Linked DNA regions of Lactuca sativa: region 2 is linked to region 1. The links are chromatin contacts, called in public Hi-C maps. All regions are on one chromosome and are shown on one strand. Each heading gives the region's core, a stretch centred on a gene start, on an enhancer-like site or on the middle of the called end of the contact. The rest is flanking DNA. Distances are from core to core; before and after follow the strand shown.

Evidence for each region. Hi-C and Micro-C count contacts between places; a contact is called where the count stands out from the background.
Region 2: a Hi-C map of bud shows a contact between it and region 1, with 7 times the contacts expected there. The contact joins the promoter of LOC111901685 here to the promoter of LOC111901684 in region 1. A contact is called at or near these places in 3 of 4 Hi-C or Micro-C datasets (bud and leaf).

Annotation. Positions count from the first base shown.
Region 1 is chr9:70,977,645-70,980,855 of Lsat_Salinas_v11, reverse strand. It overlaps LOC111901684 (probable fructokinase-7), which reads right to left and starts at 1,703. Exons shown (of 8, transcript XM_023897567.3): 1 at 1,473-1,703; 2 at 1,321-1,383; 3 at 458-681; 4 at 161-373. The coding sequence starts at 1,342.
Region 2 is chr9:71,142,411-71,145,621 of Lsat_Salinas_v11, reverse strand. It overlaps LOC111901685, which reads right to left and starts at 1,707. Exons shown (of 4, transcript XM_023897569.3): 1 at 1,070-1,707; 2 at 861-970; 3 at 1-784. The coding sequence starts at 1,331. LOC111901805 reads right to left here. Exons shown (of 4, transcript XM_023897674.2): 4 at 2,254-3,211. The coding sequence ends at 2,254.

The DNA.
Region 1 (3,211 bases), core at 454-2,953:
ACAAATTCCTGTCTCACCTTGTTCCATCTTTTCAGGTGAGTACAGGTACTTGTTCTACCTTTTTGGGTAGTGGGAAAGATAATTACAATTTTTGTATCAGATTTTCATGTCATATCCTGTAATGTCATGTCTTGTCATGTAAAGAGATAAATATATATACCTGCTTGATAAGATTCAAATCAAGTTCCGATTCATGAAGAAGCATGTCGGCACTCGGATTACGAAAAAACATAAATTCCCTCTCTCCATCAGATTTTAGAGTAACAAAAGCCAAAGCTGTTCTTGCATTTTGGTCAAATCGCATCCCAGAGTTGTCGACTTTGTTTTTCTTCAAAATGTCAGCCAACATGTGACCAAATTCATCATCACCCACCTGAAAAAAACCAAAAAATGTTAAACTTTTTAGGAAACGTAACCAAATTACACAATCTTTAGATCAAAATTTAGGGTTTTTTACCTTGCCTATGAAAGCGGAAGAGCCTCCCAATCTTGCTATACCAACAGCGACATTAGCAGGAGCACCACCAGGAGCTTTCTTGAAATCGGGTGCTTCTGCAAGTGAAACCCCAGAAATTGAAGGCACGAAATCAATCAACATTTCCCCGAAGCATACGACAAGTGGATTGGGTTTGATTGTCTCTGGATTTCCATTTGAATGCAAGGATAAGTCTTTCAGATCATCTGAATGCATGAAAATTGATTCAAGATTCATTAGGAAAAGAAAATTGTTGAAATCTTTATAAGAATATGAGTACACGAGGTGGTAGGTGTTGTGAAACGAACTAAATCAAGAAAATGAGTAATGATCATTTATGGCGAAGAACCCTCCCTCCACTTTAAGGTTTTCCACGTGAATTCCATCTACTTGTAACTCTTGTCTAACCGAAAATCAGCGATAAATTTTGATCATTATCAAATATGGGAATTTCAAGTTGTATAGTTATTAAAGGAATCCGCCATTAAAGCGATTAAGAAGTTTCCGAGATCCAAACAAGAAAACTAGAATTCGTTTTCAGTTTTCACTACCAATTGGATCTGAATCGGATATAAACGAAAACATGCCAAGAACAGATCGATGGGACTCAAAATCGAATATACTAAAGCTTGCAGACGTAATAGAGACCTCGAAGAAGAATAAAGAACGAACTAAAAAACGAATAATTTATCAAGATGTAAGATACCCACGTATCAGAATAGAATCTTCTTCTAGAACAAACGGAAAACCCATGAAAAGAACATATCAAAAGAGGTAAACAGTAATAGTAGAAATGGATGAATTGGTGAAAGAAAAAGGAAAAAAACAGGGTAAGAAGTAAGAACCTGAAGTTGGAATATCCGCCATGTCAGTATGAACTTGATATAGAAAAAACTCACAATCGATAGCTGTGAATAAAGGGGGAATTACAGTTCAGGGTAATGATGATCAATGAAAAATGGTGTTGATTTGAATAAGATGTAAGAGAATTAGTTACCAAAATTAGCGAATAAGTTCGGTGAAATCCTGGAGAAGGGGGTTTGAAAAGATGAAGAAGAAAGAAGAGAAAGAAATGGTTTCCCCTTTTTATGATTTGCAAATGTGTCAAGATGATGATCTTGATCGACTCCGATTCTGATTCCGATTCTGGTTTTTCTCCTCTAGATTTCAGTTCCTATACGGAGACTACGAGCACACAGAAAGCGTAGGCGTTGTTTTTGGCTTCGATTTTCTTTTCTTTTTAATTGTTTATGTAAAGTTTTAACCTTTTCGAAACAAAATACTCCATAATCATTTCTATTTGTCTTAAAACTGAATTTAGTATTATTATTTTGTATAATTACTAATATTACTAACATCGGGGAGTGGATAACCGTCTACCCAATTTGAGTCGTCCGATCTCTTCAGATGTCATCCTCACCGCATAAACTCATTATTTATCGTTTTCCTGCCAGTTCTTCGTCCCTCCCCCACGTTCTGCACAATCGGCGATTGACTCCTTCGACATCCCCACTTCTTCATATTCCCCGCCTTTCTTGTAGAGGTTATTTCACCCATGGTAGCTCTCTTCTCGCCCAACCGATACCTCTATAAAGCGCCCCTCTCTTCAAAATCACACACCTCCTAACCATCTCTCTATCAGCAGGTTCATAGAAAACTCTCACAATCACTCTATCTTCAACCACCACCACCTACTCAGATTCCTCCCACTTCACAGTTTCGGTTCCTCCGTAATCCCTAGGTAAATTGGTAACCACAATAGCCACCATCTATTCTTCCTGTATCTTCCCTAATATCCCTGATCTAAATGTCCCTCCCCACGATAATCTTCCAAGAATTCTGGTGGTGGTATAATTTTCCAGTTTTAATGAAGATGAAGAAACAATTTTGGGTGTTGGTTTCCAGTTTTTAATGAACGATTTCTGATTTCTTTCTGTTTGCCTTTTGATTTTGCATGTAAAAGGTTTGTGATGATTTATATGGTATGTAATTTGATCATTTGCTCCCTTTTAGGGCTCAACTTTGGAGTATGGTCATAGAAATGATGATGATCGAAGATCTAGTGAGAAAGATGTTGGTTTCATCGTTATTGTCTTTCAGTATTTATCTCTTACCCTTTCAAACTTTTAGTTAATTCTATTAATCTTCTCATCTTCATGTTGTAATTTATGGAAATAAAAACATTTTCTTTTCTCATGAATGCAGGATTTGATTCACGTGGATGCTAAAGAATCATCTGTATACAACATTGAAGATATCATGCAAGGGTAAAACAATTCAAAGTGTAATCCATTATTGTTTACTTTCTTTATTTGTGTTTTTAGAGCTAATGTAGTTGGCCACTCAATGGGTTAGGCTATTTGAATCATCTATAAAAACTACATTGATTGCTTACTTGAAGAAATTTGAATCTTAAAAATCTTAGATTTTGATTTATTCTCTGTTATGTTGTGGAGGTTCTATGATTGCTTCAAAACCGGCTACCCAATTTCCATATATAATTCAATCCTTGGCTTACTCAATGTATCACTGTATTCCCAAGGTACATACAAATACAATACATATTATCTTTCATCTATTTTACACTAATGTTTCCAAAGCTCCACATCAGCTTGTTGACCCGGTGCTTTTTCTTCTTATTCTGCAGCTTGATCGCCAGACATGTTCCATTGCTATTTGTTTTTTTAGTGCAAAGCAGTAGTGGATCTGGACACTCGCTATATATAGGTCTAACAA
Region 2 (3,211 bases), core at 458-2,957, 160 kb before region 1:
TCTCCGGCTTCGTTAATGGCTTTTGATGACGTACTGGTCGTGTTTCTGGCTTCGATCCTACCTCTTTGAATGGTGATGACTGTGAATTTGAATTGGGTTTACTAAGATTGCTCTTAATGTCCAACAATCTGAGCTTTGGTGAGCTCGAAAATGGCGTCGTATTCGTATCATCTTGTTTTTGTTTTGATGCCGGCGCCGGCGCCGGAGCTTGCGTCATCAATGGTGATGGAGCTGGTTTCTTTGGTTTGAGCAAAACCAGATTAGAATCTCTTCTCTGTTCTTTATTTCTCGTCGTCGATGACTGTGATGACACGGTGTTTGTGATGTCTGTACCAAGTCGCCGGCTGATTCTTTCCCTCACTTGGTTCGCAATCTGCTTTGCGTACAGACTTGTGTTCTCATCGTCTGATCGGTGCAACAGAAGTTCCGATCTCCGGCGGGCCATTTTCATCTGCAAGGACTCGTGTTCTTGACGCTTATAACTGTTACAGTTCTCTTTGTCTATTTGGAGAGAAAACCGATGGTGGTAATCGTTATCTGTTGATCCTCTGCTTGCCGTTGATATTCTGGGAGTCGCCGGTAAAGAACGACTGTGTTTATGGGTGGTCACCGGAGTGGAGGATGATGATGAAGGTCTGGGGGATGAATATTCCGGGAGAAGATCAAGACCCATTAATCTAGCAACTAGATTAGGTGTTTTAGTACTAGGAGAGCTGCTATATTCTGAAGATAAATCTTGATCTGATAATCTTGATCGTTTTGTTTTGATTTGAATGCCACCCATCTGTATTATCAAAATTAAATCACAATAAATTCGATGATCATTGATCAAAATTTCAAATTACTAACATCAAACTTACTGGGATGTTCAAGTTAGACTTTTCTTTGACTGATGAAGATGATGATGATGATGGAGCAACGTCCATGGCAGATTCCGGCGACTCCAAACTGTTCCTCGGTGCTTCTACGCCTACAACATCATAATCACAGCAAAATGAATACTGAAAACCCAAAACAAAAAAACATAAAGAACTTATAACACTTTTTAGCTAGATTGAGAGATAGATACCTTGAAGACCAATGTTAAATTGTTGTGGGTTATTAATGGCGGATTCGGAGATGAAAGAAGGGTAGCGTAAGCCAAACTGATGATGTTGAACATCGAAGAAATTAAAAATGGCACTCATGCATCCAGAAGATGAACTGTTTCTCTCTTTTTTTGTTTTTATGTTCACAGGTTTACTAGTGGTGGACGGCGGTTTCCCTTTACCACGTCTACCGGAGCTGGCATCTCCGCCACCGGCGGCTTTGTACAACCACTCTCTTCCCATACTCAAACTTCGATCCCTAACTAATCAAGATTTATACAACCACCATGAAAATATTTCAAAAACTTTAATCAAGTTCTACCTTTTTCTTCTCGAACTCTCACAAGATAGAATTCAGATAAGAAAGTTGTTTCTGTATGTCACAGAAAACCACACATCGGGAGTTGAGAAGGGAATGAATAAAGGAAAGCTGATGAAAGGGTATAGCCTTTTTGCAGCTTTAATCTCTCTCTTGTTGTAATAGAGAGAGAATGAGATGAAAATGGTGGATGATGGTTGTTGCGTTGCTTCCTTCTATGGAGTGTAAGTGTGTGTTTTTGAAGGTGGAAGGCGGAGGTGGTGGTGATGGCGATGGTGGTGGATTGAATTTAAATGAGTTAGTTTACTGGGGATCCGAACCCAAATACCCGTTTTAGTTTTGAATCGGAATACTGACGTATTTAATGCTGGGGTATTATTCGGTACTCCAAGTTTTGACTCCCTTGGTCCGCTTCAAAACCTTATAGTTTTTTGGGATTGTATTAGTATACTAAATTAGATAAAAGAAAGAAGAAAATTATTTATTTAACAATAATATTTAAAGTTATTATACTAGTATTGTAACTATTTAAAATTATCTTTTTATATTTTATGTCTCACATCTTTATAATTTAACATAAAATATAGATAATTTAATATCAATATTAAGCCATGGGATATGGTTGGAGAAGAATATGGAGAGTCTTATATGGATTGTGGTGAATGGTGACCCCTCCCTTACATGGTGTTCAACATAGAGTTGACAATGGGGCGGGGATGGGATGGGGTCAGTGGCGGACGCAGAAAGTTGTCATAGCAGTGGCACAATTTTTTTTCGTCCGAATATAATAACATAAAAAAGATTAAAAATACTAATACATCAAACCGATCCATTACATCTTAATATTTAAATTTGACATCTACGAGTACACATTTTTTGAAACCGATCCATTACATCTTCGATCTTCACTTTCATAAGTGCTTCTTTTTCAACATAAGAAATCATGGCATCGTTCAAAAAATCATCACCTATTTTGTTACGCAAATCCGTCTTCAACAACTTCATTGCTGAAAAACATCTTTCGACTGTTGCGGTTGCAACGGGTAAAACCAAAACCAACTTCAACAACCTATAAATCATAGGATACGACCGATGTTTCCCCGTTTCCACCATCAAACGAGAAAGGTCGGAAATTCCTTGCAAACTAGTGAACCGATCATCTTTATGTAAAGCGTGATAGTATATTTCAAGTTCACCATCAAGTTGCATCCTCTCCGCATCATCAAAATCTTTTTTGTATAACTCACTCAACTTTAACAACTTTGTTTTGTCAAATTTAGCAAATGAATCACAAGGACTCAAAGCCCCCATGTATTCTAGTAATTGGGTGCTAAGCTCACTAAATCGGTCCCCGAATTCTATAATTTGCATATCCATGACGGTGTTGAAAATTTCAACTTCAAAATGAAATTGATTAGTAACTTTAGTCTTACGGCCTCTTGATGTGACATAATTTTCCGTCATCTCCACAATATTAATATCATGTTTTTGACAAAAAGAGAATACCTTCGATAAAAGTTTAGCAAACCCTGTGTCTCTCAAAGACTTCAATGCGTCCATTGTCCCTCTAACCAAAGAAGCCGCTTCTAAAATATCTTGATCATTTTTTTGAAGATGCTTTGACAATACATTTGTGAGATGTAAAATTTCATACATCAAATGTAAGTAAAACACGAAATCTAATGTCTTGAAATATTTTAAGATACCAAATGCTTGATTTCGGTTACTTAAAGTGGATCCTTCCTCTTCGACATAAACAAGAACATGACGAACCTCCGGAAATAAGTTCATCAAACTTGTGATG